3 separate regions of the Mus musculus genome follow, and all the other regions are linked to region 3. The links are chromatin contacts, called in public Hi-C and HiChIP or PLAC-seq maps. All regions are on one chromosome and are shown on one strand. Each heading gives the region's core, a stretch centred on a gene start, on an enhancer-like site or on the middle of the called end of the contact. The rest is flanking DNA. Distances are from core to core; before and after follow the strand shown.

What was found. A called contact is a pair of places that touch in the nucleus more often than the background predicts. HiChIP or PLAC-seq counts read pairs in DNA pulled down with a chosen protein or histone mark.
Region 1: a Hi-C map of the P5424 cell line shows a contact between it and region 3, with 2.7 times the contacts expected there. The contact joins two enhancer-like sites. A contact is called at or near these places in 1 of 15 datasets of contacts at CTCF or cohesin (pro-B cells), 3 of 484 Hi-C or Micro-C datasets (the P5424 cell line, group 2 innate lymphoid cells and pre-hematopoietic stem cells) and 5 of 115 datasets of contacts at active chromatin or transcription factors (CD8 T cells, DN3 thymocytes, effector CD8 T cells and 2 more).
Region 2: a contact with region 3 is called in an H3K27ac HiChIP or PLAC-seq map of T-cell acute lymphoblastic leukemia, with 2.4 times the contacts expected there. The contact joins two enhancer-like sites. A contact is called at or near these places in 1 of 484 Hi-C or Micro-C datasets (nephron progenitors) and 1 of 115 datasets of contacts at active chromatin or transcription factors (T-cell acute lymphoblastic leukemia).

What each region holds. Positions count from the first base shown.
Region 1 is chr1:43,539,293-43,543,764 of GRCm38.p6, forward strand. All of the region lies in intron 3 of Nck2 (non-catalytic region of tyrosine kinase adaptor protein 2), which reads left to right. Among named protein-coding and RNA genes, the nearest start is that of Nck2, 96 kb to the left of the region's middle. Within about 2 kb of position 2,064, at least 67 of the 459 cell types and tissues checked have an H3K27ac peak or open chromatin away from gene starts, as enhancers often do. A contact at or near this core is called in the P5424 cell line, where this site is marked.
Region 2 is chr1:43,496,795-43,501,545 of GRCm38.p6, forward strand. The region is part of intron 1 of Nck2 (non-catalytic region of tyrosine kinase adaptor protein 2); the gene reads left to right. Among named protein-coding and RNA genes, the nearest start is that of Nck2, 53 kb to the left of the region's middle. Within about 2 kb of position 3,482, at least 60 of the 459 cell types and tissues checked have an H3K27ac peak or open chromatin away from gene starts, as enhancers often do. A contact at or near this core is called in T-cell acute lymphoblastic leukemia, where this site is marked.
Region 3 is chr1:43,137,847-43,142,373 of GRCm38.p6, forward strand. Fhl2 (four and a half LIM domains 2) reads right to left here. Exons shown (of 6, transcript NM_010212.4): 3 at 3,852-4,026. Among named protein-coding and RNA genes, the nearest start is that of Fhl2, 24 kb to the right of the region's middle. Within about 2 kb of position 1,950, at least 32 of the 459 cell types and tissues checked have an H3K27ac peak or open chromatin away from gene starts, as enhancers often do. A contact at or near this core is called in the P5424 cell line and T-cell acute lymphoblastic leukemia, where this site is marked.

The DNA of each region.
Region 1 (4,472 bases), core at 814-3,313, 400 kb after region 3:
TTATGGAATGTTGGAGAACAGTTTAGAAACAAAAATTTCTCATTCTACACATGAAAAACTAGGGCCTAATTAACCACAAATTGAGTGAGGTCCCAGGTTAGGTGATAATAATGAATAACTGTAAATTTCTCCAGTTTGATGAACACCCTTGTTTGTAGTACTGGGGTAATGGAATATGGTCTCAGCAGCTTTGTCTACAATGGCCCTTGGAAACAGGGTTCCTGTCACTTCCTGGGTATTCTTTAGAGACCTCCCTGGGCTAAAGAAAGGCATCTCATAGTCAAGAGGATGCAGTGACATGAACCCCCAGCTCTGTAAGAACATTTGCAGCAGCGTAGTGACTTCAGTTTAGAATTGACCTTTGAGAGACCAGACAATATCATGAGTATGTACTGTGAGTGAATTTAAGACCTGGGAAAACTGCAGGTGCCTGTGCATTCTTCTGACTTCTCACCAAAATGACGTCCTGCTTGATTTGCAATTTCCTGAAGTCAACCTCTCTAGGGTGAGAACAAGGAATGCCTGCTGCTTGCTTGCTGCATCTACCCAGTCTGGTTTTTAGTTCTCTCTCTCTCTCCCTCCCTCCCTCTCCCCCCTGCACTCCCCACCTCTCACTCTCATTATTACAAATGTGAGGGTGTGTCCGTGGTAGTCTTCCTGCTTCTAGCTCTCAGCTCCCATGGTTGTGAGGAGACTTATCAAGTTCTCATTTAGGCATCAGAACAATAACTGCTATTGTGGTTGTAAACATTCCCCCATGACTCCGAGCATGGTGGTAACTGAGTCTGGGAGAACCTGGGAGATGAATTCAGCAGCCTGGCTCTCATGGAAGTCAAGTGTGAGTGTGATGACTGTTGGGCATCCCTTCTAAGCCACTGTATTTCCTGCAAGTGACTTTGTGAAACAAAAACCTGGGGGGGGGAGGAGTAAAAGCAGTTTATAGTAAGGATGGCAGTGTAAACTGGATGCTTTCAGTAAGGATGACGTGATGAGATATGGTCAGATCAGACAGGGTGCCTGCTCAGATGTTACTTCATTCAGCTGTTTGAGGCTCACCTAATTGGAGTAAATGGTGGTTGTCTTCATCTAAGCCATAGCATTGTCTTTGCCTGGTCTAATGGATATTAGGACTGAATTGGGCAGCTTGGCAACCATCTCTGTTGAGTAGAAGGGAGATTCTAGAGCAGTGGTTTTCAACCTTTCTAATACTGCAACCCTCTAATAAAGTTTCTTCCGTTGTGGTGACCCCCAACTATTTCTCTACTGCTAAGTAGTGTAAATAGCTGATATGGGGATATCTGATACGGGACCCCTGTGAAAGGGTCGTTTAATCTCCAGAGGGGTCGTGATCCACAGGCTGAGACCCGCTTTTCTCAAGTCAAGTCTTAGAATACCAAGCACTTGCCACACAAATTTGAAGACCAGAATGGGTATCCTTAGTTAGTGCCCGCATAAAACAGCATATGGGCATGAGAGCCCACTTGTAATCCCAGCACCAAGGAGATAGAGATAAGGAACCCTTGGGGCAAGCTGGCCAGCTAGACTAGTCGAATTGATGAACTGTGGGTTTCGTGAGAGACCCTGGCACTAAGTATAGTGGAGAGTAATCAAGGAAAGCAGCGTCTTACTTCCACACATGTGCAAAAGAAATTTTACAAAAAAAATAAAATAAAATTAGAAGGGAATACCTCTGGCACGGGTTAAGTCTTGGGGTGGAGTTTTAGTACAAATGAGAGTCTGGCCATAGGGAACCTGAATAACAGCAGGGCTTGGGGTCTAGACATATGGGAGGACAAATAAGCCAAGGACTGGACTGAGTCAGACCAGGCACTGGCCTCTGTACAGTGCAGCCTGTACAGAGCCCCATGAAAGAAGGTTTAGAGGAGTCCCACTTTGCTGATAGAGGTTACGTTTATATGGATGGTAGATATCCTGACCCTAGTCTTCAGGCTAGGACAACAGAGGACGGTGTCTGTTTTTAGAGGCTGGAAACAGGGCCTCAACATGACCCATGCATGACTTTCCAAGCCCTGAGCTCAGTAGTGAGAATGGAGAAGCTCATTTACAGTGAAATTTACAGTGGTGCTTTCCAGACCTTGCGGCTCAACGTGGAACACAGAAGCATCAGTCATTGATTACTTGGGGATTCTGAACCCAAAAGACCAGCAGAAGGACAAAGAGAAATGGAGAGACAGGAAAAAATAAAAATAAAAGTAAATAAATAAAAGTGGCCTGGAGAGGAGACCTGTATGAGTTGAGTAGAGAGGGAGTGGGTGTGTTTGGTGGAAATGACAGGTGGGGACACTCCTGCATGACTGTTAAGTATAGAGAGCTCACGGCTTACATTTTTGTTGCTGCCAGAGTAAAGTACCTCAGACTGGTTCCTTTGTAAGGAAAAGAAAATGTATTAGCTGGAACGTGGTGACACATACCTGCAATCCTGGCAGGAAGATCAGAAGAAGTTCGAGGTCTGCCTTGGAACCATAGCCGAGTTTGAAGCCAGTTTGAGCTGCATGAGGCTCTGTTTCAAAATAGAGGAGGGGAAATGGCCTACCTGGTCAGAACACTTGCATTAAGACCTGAGTTTGACTCCCCAAGCCTGTGGAAAATGTCAAGTGTGTTTGGATGTATATGTGCGCCCCTAACACTGGTGGGGTGGGAGTGGGGTAGGGTGGAGCCGGAGCTTGTTGGCCACTAACCCAGCTCCAGGTTAAGTGAGAGGTCCTGTCTGAAGAGAGCAAGGCAGAACATGGTAGAGCAAGATGCCCGCTGCCCTCCTCTGACCTCCTCATGTATACTGGTGCTTATTCCCAGAGTCTGCTGTTATACATAGGTCTGGAGGCTAAGCCATGGAACATAGTTGCTTTGTTTCTGTGAATTTCGGGTTTTAGAGCCATTTAAATCATTTTTATTTGGTGACTACAGCAGAGACCTGATATTTCTGAGGTGCATAGTAAGTACCTCAAGCCAGCCTTTCCATCATTTTCTTTTTTTGATGGCTAACCTTCAGTATCCAGTCCTCTTCAGGGTTTGCTTTTGTCTTTTCTGGATGTGGCTTTGGCCTGCTGAACGCAGAACTCCTGAGCTTTGTGAGTGCTTAAGGGGCAGCTGCTCCTCCTATCTTTGATTGCAGCTAACTGAATAGTTAACACCAATAGACTAATGCCAGGGAGGGGTAACAAAATACCACATCCTGTTAGTTAAAAGCTGTCACGGCTTCACTCCCTGGCAGAAAGGGGCTAGAGAACTTTACAATAGCATGCAGGAGCTGATACACAGGTGTGGACTCCTTCTACAGTTGGGCATTGTGCTGTCGGTCGCTCTGAAGCCCAGCAGAAAGCTCCCACAGCAGAAAACCCAGGTCCCCACCTGACCTCATGTGGCTTTTCAGAGAATGATCAGCAAGGGCTTCACTTATTTAATCTTTGCCTCACCCATAAAAGAGAAGTGAGTACCTCATTTTTCAGAAGAATATTGAGTCTTGGAAGTTACTGTTGTGCTGAAGAACACACACACAGTAAGTCATGAGGTTGAAATTCAAACCCACTGAAGCCTGCCTGCACTCTCTGCCGTTCTCCAGTCTCTTAGGGGACCCCAGGGAGAAAGGAGTGAGCTGTCTAGTTGATTCCTGTGGACTGTTCATATTGGTGACTTGGTTGCTCCCTGGCTGTTGTTTCGATTTACCCTTTGTATGCATTTCAGTTAAGTTGCTTGGATGGCTCCTTGCTGCTCTCAATGGAGTTGGTGCAAAGCACATGGGCTGTCTCTGCAGGGTGCCTGATATTCGCCAGGGCATTTAAGTTTTCTGACAGGCCCTTTACTTCTTGGTTCTTTGGAGTGCTTGAGGTTTTTATCCTGTTAAGGGAGATATTGATTTGTGGCAGTGCATTTGCTGTAGAAGTCCTGGGCTTTTCTGTACTGACTGAAGTCTGCTTGCCATCTTGCCTTAGAACATGATTCCTAGCCAAGTCACTCTGTGGAACTACTTCATTAAAGATCAGGACACAGCCCAACACACCCCTGGAAAATTTTAACATTAAAGAAGCAGGACCTCAATTCTGTCTCAGATGTCCAGACTTCTCTAGAAGTCTGTCATGACTTCACCCACTCTGTGGTGTCATTACTATCTACCCTTGTGCACGTATGAGTTAAACGCAAAAGCATTCTTATTTAGAATCCATTACAACTCTGTCTCCCCAGATTGTTCACAGTAGAAACAGGCTGCCACATGGATTGCTGCTGGAATACTATGGAAACTTCTATACTGTTGTGCTGCCAGACACTCAGAATAATTCATATAATTCATATTTGTTTTTGTATCACATGCATTTCCAAGTATTTAGAACCAAAAATATAAAACAGCTTATAACAGATCAGTGGGAGGATAATTAGGAAATAGAGAAAGATTTTTTTTTTAAGTTAATAGGACAAAATCTAGGAGAGACCATGAGATGTGGGAGGGGTATAGCTAA
Region 2 (4,751 bases), core at 2,232-4,731, 360 kb after region 3:
TACGTGATTGTGGACCCATGGGGTCACATTGCCTAGGTGGTAGGTATTTCACTTGGTGAGGAAATCACATAATATGATATTTCTTAGATCCTGTTCCCACTCTTAAGTGTCTCTACTCAATTTAATTTAAATGGAGTCAGTAGTTTAATCATGTATTTAAGCATGGATGGAAGACCTGCTGGAAAGATTGGCAATTCAGTTTAGTTGCCCAGATCATGTCTGGGCATGGTAGACATGAACAGAGTGCACGTGTCAGGGCTGGTCTGTGTGGTCATTCCGTGGGAGCTGGAGGGCTTCACTGTGATGTTGAGTAATGAAGAGGAGGGTTTGGTGAGTTTGATGCTATTCCAGAAGCTTGCTCTCCTCCTCATCCTGTACTATGATGTAGATAAGTGAATGGGGGAGGGGAACAAGGCAAGCAGATCCCATCTGGCCAGCATTTCTCTTTGACTACAGTAAGTGCGGTACAGCTTGTGTATGCAGAAGGGTCTCTATGAATAGAGAACCTGACATTCAGGAGCATCTCACAGGCATGCCTCTCCTTTCTCCAGGTGCTGATCTTATAGTTAGTATCAGGAAACTTTTCCCAGTAGGTTTCAGCACTCCTGTTGCTGGCTCTGTGTACCTGTCTGTGAGTCCTGTACTGCTGGCTTCCAGGGAGTCTTTAAGAAATGGCTTTCATCCTCAAAATCTGTCATTTTGAATGCATGTCCCAAGACAAGAAAAAAACAAAACTCATTCTTAGGCCTTTGCCTCTCAGTATATATTACCAACCTTTTTTTCTTTTAAATCTCCGCTTCTCTGGCTTGTCTCACAAGAAGGAAAGATCTTTCTAGACTGTTCTGTCTGGTCAAATTCAGAATCTTGAAAAGGATCTACTACTCTTTTTAACCCCTATGTGGGGCTTTTGATGGATCTTTAAATATGAGAAGACTTGGGGCTATTGCTACAATAGGGGATGTTTTTATAGTGCTGAGTGGCAGAGCTAATGTCACAGTCCTGGTTAAGGATGGGCCCACCAGCCCATTGTGATAGTGGTACAGGGACAAAGATGGTCCCCTGGACTTTCTAAGGGGAAGGAGACAATTGGAAGGCTTCTTCAGTCCTTTTTGATGGACCATGTGAGGGAAGCCAGGCAGCCATGCTTTCTTTGTTCGGCTTCTGGCGAGGCCTTTAGGAGAGGGATGCCTTAGCGTGGAAGCTAGAAGTCCTTGGATTTGTGAGACTGCAAGACAGACTGCTTCATTGTGATTCCCTGCAGTGATGCCCAATCTTTCCCAACTACAAACAAATGAGACAAAGTGTCCTCATGTCAGCCTCCTGTAGATGAGACAAAGTGTCCACATGTCGGCCTCCTGTCTGCCTTTGTTTTTCTGCAGAAACAGCATGCTCTTTCAACAAGAAGAAACCGCTTGTGAATCTGCTACTCAGAAATTTGGTGGTTTGGTGTGAACTCTGCTAATTAATTTGTCATTAATAAGTGTTTCTCGAGTTTCCTAAGAGGGTGGAACTTGCAGGTTTAAGCAGTGTAACCATCTGAGCCGGGCTATGAGGACAACTGTTTTGATCGGATTCAGTCTATTTCCTAGAACACAATGATAACAAACTCATTTACAGGCGCTCTGTCTTTTTCAGAGCCAGTATTAGTCATTTGGCCTCCAGGAGAACTATGAGCACAGATGTCCTTAGGGCTCCAAAAGGAGTTCGAAGGGTTTATTCTCTTCCACCTACTGTTGATATTTTGCTGAAAAACATTTTATTTGAAAGAATAGCATATTAATGTAAGCTACACTTTGAACTTGCTGCTCCTGGCATCAGAGTCCAAGTTCATTATTTATTACATGCAGCTCTCTGATTTCTTTTTATAGAGACTTTTGTACACCAAAGGTTTTTTTATAAATGAATAAGAGTACCGAATTGTATACTTCTTATTTTTTTAAAGACAGGGTCTGACTATGTAGTCCTGGTTGTCCTGAATTTGATACATAGGTCCAGGCTGGTCTTGAATTCAAAGATCTGCCTGCTTCTGTCTCTTGAGTACCAAGATGAAAGGGATATACCACTATGCCCTGCTCTTTTTTTCAAATGACATTTTTTAATGCTATGTGAAGTACACTTCAAGTCAATAAATGTAACTTCAAAATTTGAAGACCAATTTAGTAGACTAAATAAAAGTCTTATTTCGAGGCTCCCAAGAGATCTGTCCATTTTAGATTTAAAAATGTTTTCATGTATTGCCTAGCTAGGAAGCCTGGGGTGAGCCCATTGATGTTATAGTAATTAAATGCTCGTGGATTAATGAATCTGGATGAGAATAAGATGGCAACACACTGTGATGTTGCTCAAGTGAAGAGTGAAGCGCTAACCTGCCTGGGGGGAAATCTCCTGTTTAGAAACCAGGACACTTTTATGGTGGGTAATGTCCCAGCATACCAGTGCTGTCACCTGTTAACAGGCGGTCAGCTACTTCTGTTCCAATCTATCTCAGCCTGTGACTGCCCCTGGCCTGTCTGCTCTGCTATTATGCCACAAATGAGTCTGGTCTCTCCAGCCTGGGCACCATAGCATTCTTATGCCTGAAGTATTTTTTCTCTTTATTTTTTTACGTTTTTGTTTTGAAAAAGTTTAAATGTAAAAAAACATTGCTGGAATACTTGAGAGCATTGTTAACTGCTCCCTTCCTGCGTTGTCAAATATCAGCACTTCCCCTAACCGAGCTCTTCTGGAGGGGGTACAGATCCTGATCATTGTACCTCACCTGTCAGTTTGACAGGTGGGAGGTGATATCTCTTTTCATTCATGTATTCTTTGAAAGTTTGTTCATGCATATAATACATTCTGGTTCAATTCACCACTCCACCCTTTTGTATCCCCTGCGTACCGAGCCCCCATTTTCTCACCAAGTCTTACTGTTATCTCAGTTTTGGGGCTTAGTTTTTTGTTTGTCTTGTTTTGTTGTTTTTGAAACAGGGTCCCGTTATGCAGCCCTGGCCCTGAACTTGCTAAATAAACCAGGTTGGCTTTGAATTCAGAGTTCTGCACACCTCTGTTACCCAAGTGCTCAGATTAAAGGCGTATACTACCACCAGATTTTTTTTCTTTGTTTTGTGACTCACTAAAGCATAGGTAACAATGACAGCCCCCATCCCTGACATCCCAAATCATAAATTACCAATCCCTCTCCTTGGGAAGTGGTTGGGGCTCCCATGAATCCCTCCGTTATCTGTGATTGAATGTTAGTAGAGCCAGTCTTGTGCAGGCCTGTATTCTTGTGGATATAGGAGCCATGTCACGCCCACCAGTGTTTGATGGAGCTCTTTTTCCTGTGTCCTCCTCTGTTACACTCTGGCAGGAGGAGTAAGTATGGTGGCCCTCTGTGTAATCTGTCCCCTTTCGTCTCCGGGTTTACACTGGGGCCGTGAACACAGTTAAAGGGAACACACTCTGAAGGCAGCAGGCAGGCACCAGATTCTCACTTAGCCACCTGTTTCCGTTAGCCCTGTTGTGCAATTATCTAAGTTCTGTCCTGTGAATGGGTGGAATGAGGTGTCACATGGCTGTTAGGAGTGAAAGTAGTGATGTATGTCCATGACACCATGGGCATGTTTCTCCTATTTAGCCTGTGAACCCTGAGGCACATAGTTCCCAAGATTTAACTTGAGTGCCAAACGGCAAGGAGAACATCTGCTTTGTCTTCAGCAGATATGTTCTAAGAAACCCAGCCCACATCCTAAACTGACTGTTGTAATCATAAAAAGAGAAAAAGATATTAAGATATGTTCTGCTGGGGTGTGGGGGAAGAGGGTGCCTCAGCAGGCCCATGCCAAGGCACCCCTTCCCCCTGAGAGATCAGTCACATATAGTATAGTATAGAACAGAGTTTATTTAGGGCACAGGGAGTTAAGAGGGTAGCAGAGGCAGAGAAAGGCAGAGAGGAGAGAGTAGACAGTTAGAGGCTGGAAGGGAAGACAGGGGAAGCAAGGGGGGGAAGAGGCAAGAGAGAGAGGAGGGGCCAAGCAGCCCTTTTTATAGGGCCAGGTCTACCTGGCTGTTGCCAGGTAACTGGGGAGGAGCATACCTGGCTGTTGCCAGGTAACTGTGTGGGTGGAGTCCAGACAGAATACCAACACTGGCTAGTACCAAACATTGTTATACTGTGTTTTTTTTTTCTGCATGTATGCATCATACAGTAAGACTTAACTTACAAATTATGCACAGTAAGAGATTAATAGCAGTAGCTAATAAGATAGAACCTTTGTAACCTCATTCTATAATAAAATTGATCTCTCTTGAGTCAAGACAGTATGTTTACACTGTGGTTAATTGGAAGTGACTGAAACTACAGAAGTGAATTCTTGGATAATGGGCACTAGTGCACTTAGAGTTATGTATGAGAGACCCTGAGAGACCCCAGTACCACAAACCAGGACATATATGTATGTGATTAGCATGCAGAAGGTTGAAACTCAGCTCAGGTGTGAGAGGAAGTTCTGTCTGCCTTTGATCTGTGCTACTTGAAGTGGTAGAGCCATTTAGAATAGAACCTTTGAGTGTTAGAACCTTCTAAAGGAAGCCAGTTAAGTTATTGGGGCATACCCTTGAAGAGGACATGGGGACACAAGCTCCAAGCTCTTGCATTTTGTTTTTAGTTTTCTGATTCCATGGGGTGAGCAGCCTTGTTTCACTTCTGTTCTCATTGTGGTGTTCTGTCTTGTCTTCGCTAGTTTTATGTCAACTTAACACAAACTAGA
Region 3 (4,527 bases), core at 700-3,199:
GAAACTACAAACTCAAAAACCCTTGACAACTCTAACTCTCTCTCTCTCTCTCTCTCTCTCTCTCTCTCTCTCTCTCTCTCTCTCGTGTGTGTGTGTACACATGCATGTGCATGTGCACACGTGTGCTCATGTGTTTGTGTGAGAGTGTGTGTGTAGGCCATGCATATGTGTAGAGCCCAGAGGCCAACTTCAGGTTTCATCCCTCAGGAATTGCATCATCTTTTTTCTCTCACTAGGACTTTAGGCTCAATCATCTGTCAAGGTTGGCTGTGATCTTCCAGATTCTGTATCACGCATCTTCATCTGTACACGAAGACACATTCACTGGCAGATGTTATAGTCAGCACTGAAGAGCCCATGTTCCTCACACAGCAGACACTTAGAAACACCCAGGGAGAACGGGTACCCTCTCCACCTCCAGCCCGTTCTTCTTTCAGGACGTAACTGCTTCTGGGACTTGTATTTTTTCTTCCCCTTGGTAAAAATGGTTATTGTATCTGAGTTGGGGCAGAAACAAACAGAAACAAAGGGTGACAGCCTCTTTCCAACAAAATCGCCATGAAGCACTCACGTGGCCCTGCCGCATGGGGGCGCACTACACATCTGTGGAAAGGAATTACTGTGGCTGCGACTGGAGCCTGATATACACTTGATTCCAATGGCCAATCAATGCTCCTCGTTTCTGTGAGCTGTGCCTTTGAGGGTGGTCACAGAACAACGTGGGACTCCCTGTGTGAGGAAGACTGCTAGCCACAGGACCACATGTGGCTAAAGCATCAATGAGTCAGTGCAGAGGGAGAGGAGGGGCATCGGTCAACATCCGCTTTGTCAGATGAGTGTGAACTCTGCAGTCGCACTTCTTTAAAGCCCTTTCTAACCTCCCATTTGTTCTGACAGGGGGATTTCACGGTTTACACACCCCTGTGAGGTGCTGAGAAACGGGCGTTTTCTGACTGAGCCATTTTCCAGCCCTAACTTCTATAGCTTTTACATGTAAAGAAATGATGGTGATGGTGATGGTGATGGTGATGATGATAAGTGATACCTCTAGTTCCTACTACTTGGAAGACTGAAGTGGTGGGATCAATTGAGCTTTCTTACTGCCCCTCCCCCATCTTGTAACTGGCTGGCCTAGAACTCAGAGATCTGCTCTGTCTCCAGCTATAGAGTGCTGAGATTAAAGGTGTGTCCCATCGCACCTGAGACCGAATAGGATTCTTAAAGAAAAATAATCCTTTTAAATGGCGTTATGTTGCTCGCATTTATCAGTGGAGTGAACTGAATTTTGTCTAGACTTCTCTTTAAAGTTTAACATATTTGATAGCTTTACTTAAAAGTTCTTTGATTAACAAACTTCAAATTCTTAAGTAGTTCCAAAACTGAGTTAAAATTATAGGTATTGTGATAATTAAATATTATTAGTGCTAAAATAGCTAATACATTAAGAAATTTCAACTAAACCGCAAGCATGGATCATTCTCTCAACATATACTTTACAACTCAGAATCTCAAGGTTAACTCATGTTTTTAAAATCTCATACACACTTTAGTAGTTACTTAATATTTCTGTGGTCCCGAGGTATGCAAACTACTGATACAGCAATTGTTATTGTGATCTACAAACATGTTACATGACATTTATGGCTGTCCTGGGACATACAAATCCTGTGGGCCACAGAGTGGATACACCTGGTGATTCTAAAGTTTCTTAATATGTCTGCTTCCCCTTGATTCTAAACCTCCCTCTGATTAAAGGATTTCAAAGAGGCTGTCTTGACACTTTAAACTATTTAGTTATCTTGCATAGAAATCTGGTTGTGCCATCCAGGCTGGCCTGGAATGCACTGTCTTCCTGCCTCAGCTTCCCAACTTCCGGGGTTCAGGACTGCATTAACATACAAATTGCCTTGTAAGCTATTTGAGTTCACGGCCTATACCCAGTTTGTCCACTAGAGGGCGCCTGATGACCTTGCTTGGACCACTGTCTGCACAGGCTCCATCAGCCTCCTCCACATGAGTGGTTCAGAGCCCATATTGCCCAAAGTTACATTTCCCCAAACTCCATCTACTCACACTTTCCTCTGTCCTCAATCAGCTTGCTGGACCCCTGCATCTAAGTGATCTGCTTACCGCTGCTTCCAACCTGCCTGGTCCTATTTGCACGCCCATGGCTGGATACTCTCTGTGGGCTTTGTGTACTTATCCGGGAGCTACACAAAGCCATCATGTCAAGCAGTAGGTACATGTGTGAGTATGACACACTGAAAGCTACCTGGCTCTGAACCTACCACCTGTGCTAGTACCGTGTTCTAAATCATACCACCCTCTAAACTGCTAGGCATCAGAATCCTAGGTCAGGTTCTCTGAGATGTTCTAACGTCCATTTTTACATCATGTGTATGATAAGACTTGCTTCTCAAATCCCATATTTACATATGTGTATTTGTGTGCATTTTTTCAGTGATGGTAATCAAACCCACACAGTGGGCATGGAGCTACAGCAGTCCTCCCTATACTTTTATTAACTCACTTGACTGGCCTCTAAGTCACAGAGATCTGCCTGCCTCTATGTCTGGCATACTGAGACTAAAGGTGTACCCCGCCATACCTGGTCTATCACTCACTTTTTTTGTTTTGTTTTGTTTTGGTTTGGTTTTTTGGTTTTTCGAGACAGGGTTTCTCTGTATAGTTCTGGCTGTCCTGGAACTCACTCTGTAGACCAGGCTGGCCTCAAACTCTGCCTCTCAAGTGCTGGGATTAAAGGCATGCACTACCACGCCCCGATATCACTCACTTTTTACAAATAAGAGATTCCTTTGTCCTATATAAAGTCAAGATGAGAGGAGAGACAGGGAGAGACAGAGAAACAGAGAGAGACATAGACAGACAGAGAGACACAGAGAGAGAGAGACAGAGAGAGACAGGGGGGGACTCATCTTCTTCAGGTAAAAAAAGAGACATAGTATCATTGCGTATAGTTCTTAACCCAGTTGTGGTTCTGTCCTTTTTTGATGTCTGTCTATCTAGGACATAACGTCATGAGGTCAGGCAGAGGGTGAAGCTAAGCAACATGCAACTCCTGGCCCATCCTGGCACACCAGAGCACAAATCATAGTTGTTGAAATAACCGAGTGTAAATTCAGCAAGCAGAGCAGATCAAGAAAGCACGTGTACTGGGAGAAGCGAGCGAGGCAGGGGAAGAGACGCATTTCCAGGGAATTGCTGGCATTCCTTTTCTGGCTAGTTCTCTCTAGCCACAAGCTGCTGTATATCTTTGGCCAACCAACCGCAGATCAAGAGTCCCCAAAGAAAATAATTATATCCACTAGAGAACGTATACAGACGTCTGTCATTACACCACACAGCATAACAGTGTTCATACACCACTTGCAGATTATTTTAAATATTTGTGGAAATGTTTTATATAAGAAGGAGGCATTCTGCATAGGGTGCTTGAGAACCTGTGGGTGTTGGTAGCTGAACCCAATTCCTGAGATATCAAAGGCTGACCGAACAGGAATTCCACTTCTCTTAATGATACACCTCACTCCTCTCCCACCCCCCACCTTTTGAGGGGTAGGGGTTGAGACAGGCCTTGGATGTCCTGGAACTTGCTCTGTAGACCAAACTCTGCCTGCTTCTGCCTACCAAGTGCTGGGATCAAAGGCGTGCGACATCCTCTCCCAGTCACACCCCTGCATCTGAGATCGATTAACATATCCTGTGTTCAGGGCCCAGCACTGAAGTATCAACACCAGTGTCTGTCTCTGGACAACTGAGAGTCCCACCCCACAGTCCATCGCTGACCTGGCTCAGTGCCACATGCGAATGATAAAGGCATGCGTTCTGACCTGGCATGATGGTTTTCTTGCATTCCTGGCACTTGGACGAGTATTCATTGGAATAGCAGTCGGTGCACAGCAGCTGTTCCTCCTTGGCAGCAAAGGGCTTGTCCACCAGCGAGCTTCCACACCGGGAGCAATGGAAGCAGCCTTCATGCCAGTGCCGATCCTTGTAGGACAAGTCCTAGAGAGGCAGACACACAAATCGTCAGAGGCGGGACAGGAGAGGTGACACTACTGTCTGACTCAGAGCACAGGGGCCTTGGTGCACTACATTGCTGGAGTGGGTGGGTAAGAGAGGGAGGGGGAGGGCGAGGAAGGACGGCAGATTTGCCTGTGGACAAGCCTGTGCTGTATTTTCTTGATTGGTGATTGATATGGGAGAGACCAACTTACTATGGGCTGGTGGTCCTGTGTGCTATTTAAAAAGCAGGCTAAGCAAGCCACGCGGAAGTGACAAGCCAGCAATCAGCTCTTCTCCTCTGCCTCTGTATCTGTTACTGCCTCCCTGTTCCTGCTCTGACCTCCTTTAGTGATGGAGTGTGGGCTGAGAGTTGTAAGCTGAAACAAGCCTCTCCTTTGGATGTCTCTTTTGGTCTTGCTGTTTTCTCACAGCATGAGAAACCCTAACTTAGACACTGAACTAGGAGGCCTTGTTTCTGAGAGGTTCACGTTCCTCTGAACC